2 separate regions of the Rattus norvegicus genome follow, and region 2 is linked to region 1. Evidence: chromatin contacts called from public Hi-C data. All regions are on one chromosome and are shown on one strand. The core of a region is the stretch at or near the end of the contact, and the rest is flanking DNA. Distances in the headings are between cores, read along the strand shown. Region 1 holds the start of Ackr3 (atypical chemokine receptor 3). Region 2 has its middle 72 kb from the start of Ackr3.

Region 1 (7,796 bases), core at 1,476-3,975:
CAGGTGGGAGGGGTGTGTACTGTCCAGCAGGAAGCATTCCTGTCCTGCCTGGCTACTGGAGGGTGACACCTCTTCCTGGGTTGTAGCACAAGGACATTGCAATGCTTTGTCTCCAGGCCAACGGCTAGAAGTCCTTCACACATATTCACAGTAACTCAACATTTCTATTCCGCTCTTCTCTGAAGGCTGGGAGCAGGACCCAGTCCTGGACCTTCAGGGGTGTGTTGAGTGGGTGGGTGGGATTCAGGCAGGAGGGGATGGCATGCTAACAGGAGAACAGCTCCAGAGGGGACGGCTGCTGGATGGGTCTAGCTTCAGAGTCTAGGTGTGTGGAAAGGGAAGTTGGGTGGAGCTGACTGGGAGATACCTGACCCTTCTCACTCAGGCCCCTAGGCCTGTAGCATCAAGGAATCCGTGTCCTGAATTTGTCTTCTCCTGTGTGGGTCACGAGGCAGGCTCCTGGCCAAAGGAGGGAGACATTACATAGGATTTTATGCTGTATCTCAGCCCAGTATACTTAACCTTACCAAGTAAATCTTTTCTGGAGCCCCTTGATAATTTTCTCCTCCCCCCACTCCCCCCCCCCCCCCGGCCGCAGCCGCTCTCTCAGTGGGGGAATTGGTTCTCTCTTTCCGACATTTGGGTCCTGGGGATGCAACTCAAGATCAAAACCATCAGGCCTGTCTCCTGGATTCTCTATCCCCGAACCACCTTGCCTACTCCTCACCCTCGTTTCTGAGAAAAGGTGAGGCTCCAGAATCTTAGAGGCAGGATGGTCCAGCAAGGGGCAAAACAATCAATGCTCAGGGAGGGTGCATACTTTATGCTTTTTAAAAAAAATTCCTTTGCATCTTCCTTTTTTGCAAGTGCATGGTCTAATTAATAAAGCTCTGCTGTAGCCAGCGCACTTCCCACAGGCAAGTCCAGTCCCCTGCGGTCGGCCTTGGTCTATGTATCGCGGTGAGAAGCAGAACGGTCCCGGTTGTGGACATCCTGGGATGGCCGCACGAGGGCAGGTCTCTGCTTTGCTCCAAGGCAGCTCTGGGCTCTGGACAAAGGCAGTCGGGAGCCTTCCGTGCGGAGGATTTGGCCCCAGGCCTGGGCGTGCTGCGATGCGCAGGCGCTTTGGCATCCCAAACGGGGCGGGTTGCTCTGAAGCAAATCCTGCGGGGCCTCCAGTGAATGAAAGCTAGAAGGCCTAGGACAGGATGGCCTGGCTGGGTCCCGAGACCCTTTTCTGACCCTGAGGCCTCAGAGGTCCCTTCCTGACGCTGTAGGACACTCCCTGTACATACAGACCCTCCCAGTTGACTCAGACCTCCCTCCGCTTGGGGCCACAGACCAGTCTTTGTAGCTGGAAGGACCGCCCGCCTCTAGCCAGACCCAGATCCACCCTTGAGACCACAGACTACACCTCCGGGCCACAGACCCCGCCCACGGGCCTCAGGACCTCTCCCCTGCAGTGAGGGTCACAGACACCCCAGGAGGCTTCATGACCCCCCACCCAGATCTCACACTGCTCCTTGCAGACGCGCACCCCTCCTACAGCCCGGAAAGCAGGTGTGCTCCTCAGGATCTGCCCCGCCAGGAGTAAAGTGCAAGGCTGTTTAAACAAACCACTTCTTTTGTTAAGGTTTTTCTCTAGACCGAAGCTCTCTAGCCTACGTGAGACTCTGACCCCCGAGTCCTCCGGTTCCCGTGTTCAACAGTCACTCCCAGGAAACTTAGAAAATAGACTGAGCAAGTGTTAGCGCAGGCAGGAAGGAGATTTTGCGTTTAGCCAGTGCCTTAACCCTGGGCGCTGTAACTTGCTCTTCAGAAGTCCGGGAGAGAGCAGAGTGACCGCCAGCTCTTGGAGGGTGGGGGCCACTTGGGGAGGCGTTGCAGTGACAGTTTTAAAAGTAAAAGATTGGGTCATTTTACTAAGTGAGGCATTGCAAGGGACACTTTTTACAGGGAATCTGAACAATGAGCATCTTGATTAGAATGTAGATTTTGATAAAGATGACGATAGCGAGAAAAGTCGGCTAAGCTCACCATGACGATAAAGGGCTGCTACTTCACCTGCGTCAAGACCTTTTCAGCGACTGGCATTGCTCAGCCCTGTAGAACGCGGTCTTACTAGGGACTCAAGGACTTTGTGTAAGAGTTCCTACAGAATCCAACCTAAAGGCACTTTCTGGGTGATGGCCGTACAGGGTGGATTAATCGTTCCCTGTCCAAAATGTGAGTTCTGTTCAGGAGGCATCGACAAAGAAAGAGTAAGCTTGACAAATCAACAGCGAAGTTCAAAAGTTCAGAGTAATTTGTCTTGGGAACAAAGTCTTCCCTGAAGCTACAGGCATTCAAAGGAACTCCTGGTACTCGTGGGATTATTAAAGCTATACCTGAGACAGGATCAATATTTGATCATTTTGGAAAGTACTAGGACTTCTTTTGGGTTTTCGTCTGAGGGCATTTCCCCCAATAGGATCTAGCCTTTGCAAAGGAAGGGGTTTGAGGGCTCCCAGGAATGTGCTTGTGCAGGAAACAACAACCTAGAGAGGGTTACGGGAGGGCGTGTACGCGTGTACAAGCCTGCGTGCCGGCGCTGTGGTGGGGGGGGGGGGGGGGGAGGAGGAGGAGATGAGGGTTGCAAAACTGCCACCTAGAGGCACTTTCCTGCAGTGTATATAAAAGGCAAGTCCGGAGCCCGGAGAGAACTCAGTTGCTACAAACTGCTCAGCACTGAAGGAGCCTGCAGCACTCAAAGCCAGGAAGGCAAATCACAGCCCAGGCAGCCGCGAGGTAAGAAAACCTTGCTTCTGGGACAGCTTTGCTGAGCAACCACGGCAAGGGGCAGGGCTCCTGTTCTTACCCGAACCCGACTTCTGAGAACTCTTAGATCCCTGAGCTGGGGGCTTCAGAGCCTGCAGGTCCGGTTTGGAGAGCTCAAAGCTGATTGCAGGCTGCGTTGCAAGCTACTGCTTCTGCTTTGGGGGATTCGAGTTCAGTCACTTGTGGAGGGAAATCTCCGTGCGTTTGTTTGCTACTGGACTCTGATTTGTTTCTGCCAGTACTTAAGTTCCAGGAGGCAGGGAAACTTTGCAGAGAACATGGAATGCCCCACGGAGCTTGCCCAAGGCTGACTTAGGGGTGAACTTGGTACCAATATTTGCCAGCCCCTACTTCTGGTTATCAGATTGGAAGTGCGTAGAACTAGCTGTAAAAACACAAACGTAACTTCCAGAAAGGCATACGATGTGTTCAGTGGTATCCTCCAGTGGTGCAGACAACTGGGCTGAGCCGTCTATGTCTAGGATGAGTTTAAACTCCGTGCTCTGGGGGTGGGGATGGATTAATTCACAGCTCCTGAATTCTGGAAGTTGTAAATTGAATGTTAGCTACTCTTCGTCTTATCTCTTCATGGTATCTTTGCTAGTCTAATTTTGAGTATTTATTGTTCTCCTAGAAAGTATTGTCCAACTTCAGCTGGGGTTAAAAAAAAAAGCAGGTACTAAAAAAAGTCTAGTATTTTATAATTTAAACCTGCTCTCCAAGTGAACTGTGAGTGTTGCTGACTTTGTTAGGGTGCATAAAGGTTCGCTGGGTGGCTGGGAGCGAGGACTGCCCTGAGGTCAGGGGATCCGTGGTTAGCCAAGACTCCTGGCTGCTAACTGCTAGGAGAATGAAGCACTGTGAAAGGCAGACTGGCTGTCTCTTCCCCTTTCTCTCTTTCTCTCTCTCTCTCTCTCTCTCTCTCTCTCTCTCTCTCTCTCTCTCTGTCTCTCCATTCATTTGCTCACAAACAAGATTAATTAATTGTTTCGAAGTGGAGTGGGAGCAAACATCCTTTTAAAGGTGTCTCGGGTCAGTGGGATCCCCAAGACCCCAGTCTGCATTGTACCAGTGTGGAAACTTTGTTTTTCTTTGAAGGAGCAGATGCTGGCTTTGTGGGTCTTTATTTAGTTCAGGAGAATGTGGAGCTCAAATGGATAGGACCAGAAAGGAGGAATGGGGGTGGTTCTGGGTTTTGTGCCTGGCTCGCTGCAGATTTTAAATGGATAAAGCCCCAGTCTTTCTCCCATCTGAATAGGAGCTTGCCCCAGATGGAATGAAAACTCCCGTTTCTACCCGGAGCTATGCAAAAGCTCCAGTTTGGAAACATTTTGCTCTAATTTTCCCCAGTCTGAGAGGTAAACACTGTGTGCTGCTCTCTGCTGAGCTCAGCCACTGCCTCCAGGAGGCAGCAGGGGCTGGAAGGAGCTGTCTGCGAGCCGAGGTGTAAAAGCTGGGGAAGTCTGCTGCTTGCTAGCTGCTTGTTGGGCGCCTCCGGTTTGTTTTTAAAGGGGCATGCACAGTGCAAACACACACACACACACACACACACACACACACACACACACACACACACACACACACACTTTAAGTTCCAGAAAGTTACACGGCAGCATGCTGTGCTCAACTGAGTCAGGGCTTGGGACGTGAGCTTAGCCAGTATTAATAGCGAATCCTTAGGGAGCTAAGAAGGTATTATGATTTCTAATCAGACCCAGAGCCAGCCAAGGGTAGGCTTTCTAGATGGGATAAAAAAAAAGAAGAAGAAAGAAAGACCATGAAACACCCTGGTTAGTCAGAACAGTGGCTTTTTGTGTGAGGCTTTGAGGTGGAGTTCTTTAATTTTCAAATCTACACAGGGAAGTTGGTTGAAGTTACTCAGAGCTGAGACCGAAGGGCCACTCCTTCATAAACTTTTAGAGTCACTGAGGGAGGAGGAGAGAGCCTCAGAAACTTCAGAACTTTTCTTTTTCTGAGATTTTGTAGCAAACAGAATGGAATTTGGGCCCCGAAGGCATTTGTACTTTTCAGTTAAGCAACCAGAGGTATTAAAATGTTTCTTGTTGCCTGTTAGGTTGGGTGCATGCCTGTGATTCCGGAACTCCAGAGGCTGAGGCAGGAAGATTGCTGTGAGTTCGAGGCCAGCTTGGGTTATGTTGCCTTCGTACCATGTCTCAGAATGAATAAACGATAAACAAACAAAGAGTCTGATAATTGAAATCTATGTGCTTAGATAAAATTGATAAACAGGTGTAGTAATGACTGTTTTCAAACTCCCCAGGTATTGGGACACCTATCTCCTGTTACAGTGGAAGCAAACAGCCTAGGAAAAAGCAGATGGGCCCAGGTGTCAGGCAAGGACATTTTCTGCGGGGATTAGGTAGCCAATGCCTTTCTTGTTAAAAATATACTGGCTTAGTCTTGTTTATAAAGGGAGATGATTAGCCTGTGCTCCCCCAAGCTTCGCTTTAAAAAAAAAAGTTTCTTATAAACACATCCCAGGGACTGTGGAATTTTACAGTGATGATTTTGCAAAGAACCAATAGGTTGGGAGTGGACAGTGTTTTGTTCTCCAGCCCCCAGCTGGGAGATATGGAGACCATCTCAGGTGGCCTTGAGCTGCTAGGGGTGGAGCCCTGAGCAGCATGGGAAAGCTGCAGTTGAAGGCTGTGCCCGCTAAATAGCTGGCATCTTCTAGTGTTTCTGTTGTCTCTGCTAGCCTGAAGGCTGGTGTATAAGAGGAACCTAAGCTTTCGTAGCATGGCTTGGGAACCCCGGACCTCCTATTGTCTTGCCCAGGTCCTAAGCTGGTGGGAATGCAGACTCGGGCTATATCCTGCCAGCTGGCAGCGTTTGTATGGTACAGGGACATCTAGATCTCTCCGCTAGATGTGGCTCTGCTCCCTTGGGCTGCAGAGCACAATGGCTCTGATCCGGTTTCTGGATGGGACATTCATTATGTCTGTGAGCGCTCACATGGTAGGAGGCTGTCTCATGTGTTGGTGGGAAGTTCAGCCAAGAACCCTGAGGATAGGTGGCCTTGTTTCAGAACCAGGGTGTGGGTTTTTTTCCTTACCATATTTATTATTTCTTTCGAGTTCCCAAATAATTCAAAGCAGTTCCTTACTTAGAGGAAGTGAGGTCACTCAGGGCCACAGTGAATGTGTGGTCAGGACAGCATTGTTTCTCATTGGCTCCGTACTGGGGGATAGACAGGGTTTCTTTCTGCACTCAAGAGTAGTATTTGGCCACAGAGAGCTACCTGGGTGGGTGTCATCCAGGTTAGGTGTGGGTTTCAGGTGGACTAAGGAGAGTTGTTTAGTTGGCAACACCGCAGTCATCATCTCCCTGATGGACAGTTGCCTCACGGTTCTGCAAAGGTGGCCAGATTCTTCTACTTCGGTAAAACGCTCTTTGTAGAGTGTCCCAGACAAATGAAGACCTTGTGTCTGTAACACGGGACCCAAGTGGAAGCAGTTGAGCCCAGCTCCTACTAGCCGGAGTGAGGACAAGCTGCAACCTGTTAGATTCTTCTATGTTCATCCCTCGTGTCTCATCAGCTGCCCTGATCTGTTTTCAGAGGTGTGGATAGGGAAGGCAGGTTAGATAAATACTACCTCCAGCCTTGAGTCCACACGGGATTTCTCCAGGAAGTTCTATGTGGGACACGGGCCACAGGTTGCAGAAAATCTCTAAAGGAAGTGGAGGCACAGGTCTGACGGGCCCAGGGAGCCTTTTGTTTCCTATTAGGTTCAGAGTCCCTGGGGCTGGGACCACATTGTCTTATCTGGCTTCTGTCTGGGCAGCAAAAGCTATTTCTAGGATATCTGGGCCAACTGTATGACACGTCTGTCTTTAAACCTTCCCTGTCTCAAAGCCATGGCATTTCTTCAAACCTGCCCTGGCATAGACAGGCTAAGGCCACATCTCCTTGCCATAGGTCAAGGCCCACCTCTGGCTTCTTCTCTCCTTCATGTCTAGTGACTTGCCCCTCAGCAATGCTCCGTGACCGCAATGACATCCCTGACTTGCCTCCATGCTCCTGAAGGATGTACCCATGCCTGGGACCACGACAAGCCTTTGTGCCTCCCAGGTGGCCTTGTTTAGATGGTGGGTGCTTGGGGGAGGTGGCCATGACTTGACAGCTTCTCCTGTCCCAGAGCAGTGCCTTGGAGAGGAGATCGACTGATGTCAGCTGGAAACCGGTTACAGCTGAGTCTCTCTGGATAACCACTGCACCCCCAGACTGCTGGCCTCCCTGGAGCACTACTGATCTACTAGGACACTTTGCTCCACTGGTTGAACGAAGGTGAATGAGACCCAGTGGGGAGAAGGCATAGAGGGTAGCAGTGAGGAGACCTTCGTGATGCATTAGGATACGAAGCTTGTGGAAGGGAGGGGTGAGGCACAGCCAGGCTAAGAAGGGTCTTCTCCTCTCCGATGGGCTTTGGCGAGCATGTTAAGGCAATTTGGTGATCCTTAGCCAGACACCTGAACACACTTGGCAGTCCGTAGGAGGATCTATCTGGGGAGAAGGACATATGGATCACAGCCCAAACCACCACCCCATGGAGACTCTAAATTTGGATGCTTCTAATTCTGGTGCTGTCCCAGCATGCTAGGGAGCTTAGACTAGCCAGTTGAAAACAGCTGGATACTGCAGGCTGCTCGCAGCAGCAGCTGGGTGTTATCCAGGACATTTTATGGAGAGTGGCGAACCTTAGAAGTGAGAGGCCTATCTTTGAGGCACATCTCCCTCTCCACCATCGGCACTGGGACTCGTGGCTGAGCCGCTTGCTAGGCTGTGGACCCGTGGCAGAGCTGGACAGATGTGAGTGCTGACAGTGTACAGATAATTGACAAAGCCATTGCCAGACAAGAGTGAAAGAGCTAGGAGTCAGCCTCTAGAGGACGCGTTCGTTTTTAGTGAAGTCTGTTGTCCAGAAGAGCAGAGCATGCCCCTTTGATGTTCAGTGGCT
Region 2 (7,796 bases), core at 2,221-4,720, 72 kb after region 1:
AAGAGATTGTGTCTAATAATTTAAAACTGCAAAGCCACACAGGACTCTAACTTAGAAACAGAAAGACGTCAGATGTAGAGGGCCATGCTTGTAATGCTAGCACTGGGGAGGCTGAAGTAGGATTGCTGCAAGTTAAAGGCAATCTTGAATTACATAAAGTTCTAGGTCAGCCTGGGCTACAGAATGAGAACTTGAGATCTTGAAATCTTGTCTCCTCTGCCCCCAAATAAAAGGGCAGAGGAGGAAGGAAGGAAGGAGGCAAGGACAAGAAGAAAGTGGAGTGTGTGTGTGTGTGTGTGTGTGTGTGTGTGTGTGTGTGTGTAAGTTTCTAGTCTGATGACAGAGGCTAGAAGTTTGAGGGCAAAAGCTACAAGTCTGAGGGCAGAGGCTATAAGTCTGATGGCAGAGGCTAGACGTTTGAGGGCAAAAGCTACAAGTATGAGGGCAGAGGCTGTAAGTCTGATGGCAGAGACTACAAGTCTGAACTCAAAAGCTGCAAGAACCAGAGATGGCTCCAAGGTTCATCTCTGGGAGGTGATAATAATGGGGTGGGGTTCCTGGTGCTTTGGGGGAGTTAAGCCCTTGGGTATCCATCATTTCTTTGGTACTTTATTTTGAGCCACAGTGTGGGTTGCTGGGAACTGAATCTGTCCTCTGTTAGGGCAGCCTCTGGAGCTATCTTTCCAGCTCCAGTAAGAAAAACCTTAAAATCGAAACCTCTCAAATTCTTCTATGACCCCAAGCAGACATAGTAGTCCCTTGAGCTCCTCCTCCTTGTATCTGGCTGTATCTGGGTGCTTCCTTTAGGTGTCTTTCACAGCTCTTTTCTGCCTTTCTCAGGATTAATTATATCAACCACCTTCCAGAGTGCTGAGTAACTTTAATTTTTTAAGCCTATTTTTAATGATGGTTCTTAAATGTTTTAACCCCCCCTTTAGCCCACCACCCACCAGAGGTAGTGGGAAAGAAAGGATATAGGGGAAGGGACTAGTTTAGAAAGCTTTTTTTTTTTGAGCAACTCCCGTCTGTGTTTTCTAGAAATTGGCAGTTTATTTACAGGTTAGTAGTAGTAGCATCTCAATCTACTTGTAAACATTTTATGGATATGTCTATAGTCCAGTTCGGTAGAGTTGGGATAGTAAACTCAAGTCAGCAATGATGACATGACCTAGCGGAGACAGCCAGGCCTCAGTCTTGGCACTAGTCAGCAGGAGGAACTAGGAGGGACATCAGAAGTTCTTAGCTGTGCCTCTCTCAGTGAAGCCATGAGACCCACAGACTGTTGTACGGTTAGTTCTATAAGTGAGCCAAGCATAGTTTCTGCCACTGTCTATGGAGTTCTATTTTTTTTTTTTTTCCGGAGCTGGGGACCGAACCCAGGGCCTTGTGCTTCCTAGGTAAGCGCTCTACCACTGAGCTAAATCCCCAGCCCCCTTGGAGTTCTATTTTTATTATCTCTAAAATCACGTGTCCTCTATGGGTCATGCTTCAGCATGAGCATCTGTCCCAGTTGACGTCACTCTGCCAACCAGCCCGAGTCCACAGAAGCGGCAAGGAACTATAGTTCACCACCAGAAGTTTTGTGGTGCATTTCTCTCTATGGAGTCCCAACAAACGGAGCTCAGTTGTGCAATGTAAGGCGGACCAGTACATACATACATGTCATTAGCCAAGAATCCTTCATCACGTGTCTTTTCACGTGCTTGCTTTAGTAGAACACCCTTTCACCTGTGTCTGCTTCAGTGAAACATTCCTTCGAGAGTCTGCCTTAGCCTTTCACCTGTGTCCACGTCACGAAAACACTCCTTTTACGTGTTTGCCCCAACAAAACACCATGCAACACAACTGACTCGCCAAAGGACCCTTAAGTTTGCTCTTCAGTGCTGAGCGAGGATGTGGGCAGGACCTGGGGGGGAGCAGCCACACTTGGGCTGCCAGGGAGGGCAGCTTCCAGGTAGCCTTTCCTCTTCACAACTGTGATGAATAGGAAGCAGGGGCATCTGGAATTTGCTCTGGCTGCAGTGCAGAGGGTGTAAGATACTCAATAGACTGTCCACCCTGAGGTGCTGGTGGTGAGAAGGCTAGGCAAGACCCGTAAACATGCTTAGAAGCCTGAGGATCTGCCCTGGAGCATGGGGGCGCCATCTTGGAACCAGCCATGTACATCCTGACATGGAGGGGGTGAATGGCCTGCTGGTGTCATCGGAGAGAGAGGAATGGTGAGATCTGCAGCTGTCAAGCAGGTGTTTAAAGTGGAAATGGCCCAGCTGTGCAGATGATGGACCAAAGGATGTTCCTGCTAGTTTCCTTTTAACCGAATGAAGGCGGGTCAGAGAACATCGGGATGCTTGAGCTCTTCCACATGAGTTGGAACGTGAGGAAGATTTTGGCAACTGGTTGGAACGCTGCCTGCTAGCCTGTGGAGATCCTTTGCAGCCTGCTGGGCAGGGTGTGGTTGGACTGGGGACGTTTGTTTCTTTGCTCTTCTTCAGGGTGCCAAGAATCCAGGAACAAATGCAGGAAGCATATAGGAGATTTGATTTCTCATTCGACAGACCCTCGTAGTACCATGCGATGGCAAGCCTGCCCCTCTGGACTGAGGATTGAATGCCCTTAGCCACCTTCCAGGTACAGGGGTGTGGGTGGTGAGCCTATGCTGTCAGTGTGCAGTGTTAAAGTTTACCTCTGAGTGTGTTCTCTGTACAAGTCCACATACGTGTGAGTCTATGCGTGTGAGTCTATATGGATTTAATGTACCCATGTGCAAATGCGAGTGTCTTTGTATTAATATATGTGTTGTGTGTGACTATTGACAGCAATTCCTGCTTCAACTCACCACCCCAGGGAGGAACGCATGCCTGGTTCTCCTTGCCATATTGCTCAGGAATTGAGCTAAAGACAGGCACATCTTGACCCCAACCCTGGTAAAGGAGCAGGAGGAAATGAGTGGGTGTCTATCATAGAAATAGTTTCACCCAGGGTGGAAAGGGGGTGAGGCTGAGGTGGTTTCTTGATGAGCCTAGGGAAATTCAGAGGGCAAGATTCTCTTAGGAAAGCCCAGCTCATCCAAGGAAGGGACAGTGGCTCAGGAGTTTGTGACTAGCACAGGATGTGTGGGCTCTGATAAGCTATAACTGGCAATAGTTGCCTGACCTAATTCTAATGGACAAGGGGCTCTTCTTGTCGGTAGCGCTTTCTACCCAAGGCCCATGCCATCTTGTGCAGGGACTCCTGAATGAGGCCAACAGGGCTGAGGGGACTTCTGCGTATGTGACTGGAGATACTTCCGGTTGCCAGCAGGGCCTAGTGCTAAGGATTGTGGGTGCACAATCTCATTGGTCCCCAGAGAGCCCTCAGGCAACACTGTAATATGACTGGCCTTTAGAGATGCACCCACTTCAAGACAGACCAGTTCCCTCCCGGGCAGGCCTCAGGCTTAACAAGGCCTCCTCTTCTCTGCTGTATGCAGTAGGGGTGACTCAGCCCTCTCCCAAGTCTCTTTCCAAAAGGCAATAGCAATGCCAGGCCAGAGCCAGGGTCAACTTCAGAACTCAGAATGCATGGCCATAGTTCCCCAGCGGCAGTAGCTTCCAGACGACTCCAAGGTCTGACAGACGCTGTCTCGTGAGCAGATGAATATGTCACCTTTCTCCTCAGACTCTGAAGTAGCTTTTCTGGAAGCCGTTCACCATGAGCCACATGCTCCCAGCTCTTAGCTCTGCAGTTCTGCCTGGTCTTCTGAGGCACTGGCTGATGACTACAGAGGGTACAGGCTATGCGGCTGATCCGTTTGCATCATTGTATCCAATGCCTGCCTCTTCCTCAGGCCCAGCCAGATGCTGTTATTTTTCCATACCGGTCTCAGCAGATCTGGACGGCCTGCTCCTTTTGTGGAAAGAGAGTGTGTTGAGGTCCCCCACCCACCCGTGCCCATGTGATGCTCTATTGAACAATATTCTATTCATCCCCTGTTTATGTCTCTAGAGAAAATATGCAATTCATTTAGTCTAGAAGGCTCTTCTCGGCAACCGCTGTCCATCGCTGGCAGATCGAATATCGCACTAAACATATCTCGGACCCACCCTAAACACTTGCTTGGATGTGAACCTGAGACGTGCTGAATCTAAACCCTGGCACACATGACGAAGTCTGCTGCTGAAAACATCCAGGGGCACCTGCCAGCATGCAGTCACTTTCCTTTTCCTGGAAGAGGGTGACGGGAAACTCAGACTTCAGGCTGACTGGAAGCTAAGTCTTTCCCAAACAGTTCTTTCCTGGGGCTCAGGGTTTTACTGTCACTTTGGGGCTGTTTTTCAGGGATGTGTTACTTTGTATATAGTCTTATGGGCAACGCCTTTTAAAACATGGTTACCTGTAGATGAGTATTCTGTAGATTGGGAAATAGAAACATGGATAGTTTGACTCATGGTTGTGGAGATGGCTCAGTTTTACAAGAAAGAAAACTGGATTTTGTGTCCCAGGACTCATGTGAAAAGGCCTAGCATGGCAGCACAGACTTGTAACCTCAGCAGTGGGAAGCAGGGACAGCTAGATCTCTAGGACTTGCGGGCCAACCACTCTAGTCTGACCACTGAGCTTCCGATTCAGGGAGAGACTGTGGGCGGCACCTGAGGAATGACACCCAATCTTGACTCTTCTAACATATGCACACACACCAGCACACACTCATGTGCACACACAAGCCTATTCACAAAAGGCTGAAGTGAAGTCAGTCTTCAGAAACTTCACCTCTAGCTCTTGCCTGGTCTCTTGACATCCGCCGAATGTGGGCTTCATGCTGTTTCCTCATGAAAACGCCAGGTCAAAGCAGAGCAGCATTCCCAGCTCCGCCGTTCTAATCTTCCATTAAACTCGAGGAAAACCACGATTCCCTTACAAGATGCCAGACTTAAAACACATCCAATGCGATTGCAGGTGCAGACGTCTCTGCTCAGAGATGATATCGCTGCCCTCACAAAGGCGGCAGAGCGCTGCCCTGCCTCTTGCCTCCTGAGTTAAAACAGGAGAACCTTGGTTTCCCTCCATCAGTCAGTGGATTGGTTTGGTGACCTTGAAACCAATTTGCCTTCGCTAAGTTCATTGCAGAAAAGCGCAAAGAGGCTTTCTTTCCGGTCCTTATTTTTGTTTTGTAATTTTTGTTTTCCCCTCTCACTCAGCCATTTAGAGCCTGGAACAAATGCATGAAGATATGGAAGTCCAGCGCAGCGGTTGCCTTTACAATGAATCCTTTCATGCTGCCTCCAGACGTTTCTATTCATGCGTCATGATGCCAAGTTCTGGCAAATAAGCCAAGCTGGATTAAGTTACAGCCAAGTATGTTGACTTTACCCATTCAATTTATTTTTGGCAAACTTCAGAGGGTATTTATAATAAAGTCCCATTTCGAACATTCGAGGGCCCCAGTGGAGTTCTAATAACACTGGGTATTTATTTAATGTCTAACTCTAAGAGTTCAAAGCACTTTATAGGCATTCCTTGACTGATCTTAACATCCCTGCAAGATTTTACAGCCTGGACAAGTCAATCGAGGCTCCGGGACCTGCCTGGGATCACCCAGGAAGACCAGGTTATTCCCTAAATTAATCACGCTGCCGGCACGCAGAGGCTCCCGTACCTTAGTTGGCGACTGCATTCTCTACCTCTTATCTCAGCGTCGCCCGAGAGGAGCGTATTTGTTTATTTCTCCATGGAGATCTTTAATTAAGGAAAGCCGAAAGCCCCACAAACACTTCTGTCTGTGTGTCACCGCATTAATTGGGCAAAGTATCTTTTAAATATTTTGATTCTTTAGCGATGAAGTTAACGTTCTGGTAGTTAGAGGAAAAGGAAGGCTTGGGAGTGTGTCCCATTTGGATGGGGCTATGGGACAATTCTTCCTGCAGCTTCCAGAGTAGATGTCAGCTAGTTCTGGAAGAGGTGCCCTGTGGGGCTGCGGGCCTCGGAATCATCAAAGGGTGACATCACTGATCTCAGTGGCTCCATCAGCTGCTTATGGGACACTGGCTGACATCACTGACATACCACAGTGTCTGTGGACTCCTGGCTCTAGGACACTGATTTAGCATTTGATGGGCACCGCTGACTTTTGGCAAGTGGCACTCCCATCATACTCTCTGTGACATTGGTGTTAGCAGGGATGCCACTTTAGCTTGAGTATTTAAAAGGAGGAGGCAGAAAACAAAAACAAAAACAGAAACAAAAATGGAGGAGGCAGGATCTGCAGTCATCGGCTTCCACCTGCTCAGGAGAATTCCCGTTCTTCTTGTGGTGAGCAGTGGCCCTTCAGTTTCCCAGTGGTGCCCTGAAGTACCATGGGAAGGCCACTTACAAGGACCTTTCTTGATGATCACAGAGTCAGTGTGGGCTCCAACTGCCCTGCTGAGCTTTGGGGGAATCCCATAAAAGAGAACACTTGTCCCCGCCACCTGTTTATTTTATAGCCCATATATGGTCCAAAAGCACTCCCACGAGTGTTTATAGGGGCTAGGGGTTAAGCCTCCACGCCATTGCCCGTGACTCTCCTTCCTTCATTCCCGGGGAGCTGAGTGTTAAGCACATCAGGACAGGGTTGGCATTGGGTGGGGATGAGGAGCACTGAATGTATCAGCAGACCATGGAGTCAGACTATGTTTGGCTGTGGGGTCCGTGTGGCCATGTTTGTGGGGTAAGTTTCTCAACAGTGTGTCTTAGTTTCCTCCTCCGGAACTGAGGCCAATGCCAGAAATCAATTGATTGATGAGGCAGGTGGACTGAGGTCTATAAAACTCTGAAGACCGGTCCCGGCACATGATTGATAGTTTATTGGTTTAGAGGTTAATATTGTGACTATAACTCAAGAGTCTTTTTATTGGGAACCAATGGGAAAGATTAGCAGTAAGATACCACTGTCTGGGGGTGGGGGAACGTAGATGTTAATGTCCCTGAGAACAGAGATGGGACTCAGAAGGCTGGGGCCCTGGGAATGTCAGTAAGGTGCTGTGCAGGGACAATGAGGTACCATGGCCTTCCTCAGGGTTGAGCAGGGGAGGCAGGCATCACAGGGAAGCATTTCAGGAACCTTCTTGAGACCCTAGTCTGGAAAGGCTACCCTCCAGCTAAGTATGGGCCATGATCACAGAGATGCCCTCTGGCTTCCCTTAGCTTGACACAACAGTCTCCTGGAAACAGACCATTTGGCAAGGAAAGGGTGTCTAAACCTTGTAGATGTGGCCTCCTGGTTATGGGACCTCCTGATGTTGAGGGGATCTGAGGCTCCAGCACTCTGGACCTATATCTCTCTGGGATGGGAGAGTCACTCCTCAGTATAGCAGTGGTGCTGGAGAGGACCTAGCCAAAGTCCTACTGAATCTAGAGTGTGTCCCAACCAGACAGCCCGCTTGATATATACAAAATGGCACTAGTGAGAGGTCTCCACCATCCAAGAAGTCAGCAAATCCAAGAGATGGGCTGAGGGCTTCTGTACAGTTAGCGAGCCAGGATCCGATGGAGACCCATACCGGCCTCTCTAGAGCCGCAAGTCAGGATGATCCTCTCCCGTCTCTAGACAGCTCGCATCTTGTACCTGGCCCAAAACATCACTTCCCCCAGAATGGATGTCACAGTAGAAAAGAATGGGTTTGTATCACAGTCAACACCATGCACACTGGTGTGTGGCAACATGGGGCCAGGAAGGACATAGGAACAGTATTGGATTTTCTGCTTTCTAGACTGTACACAGAAGAGAATGGCCTATGAGGCTATGGGAAAACAGCAACAAAACCAACAGACAAGTAAAA

Evidence for each region. Hi-C and Micro-C count contacts between places; a contact is called where the count stands out from the background.
Region 2: a Hi-C map of the A7r5 cell line shows a contact between it and region 1, with 2.1 times the contacts expected there. The contact joins the enhancer-like site here to the promoter of Ackr3 in region 1. A contact is called at or near these places in 3 of 12 Hi-C or Micro-C datasets (the A7r5 cell line, mammary epithelial cells and psoas muscle).

Annotation. Positions count from the first base shown.
Region 1 is chr9:98,244,629-98,252,424 of GRCr8, forward strand. Ackr3 (atypical chemokine receptor 3) reads left to right here and starts at 2,726. Exons shown (of 2, transcript NM_053352.2): 1 at 2,726-2,787.
Region 2 is chr9:98,315,786-98,323,581 of GRCr8, forward strand. No RefSeq gene overlaps it. Among named protein-coding and RNA genes, the nearest start is that of Ackr3, 72 kb to the left of the region's middle. Within about 2 kb of position 3,471, at least 8 of the 93 cell types and tissues checked have an H3K27ac peak or open chromatin away from gene starts, as enhancers often do. A contact at or near this core is called in the A7r5 cell line, where this site is marked.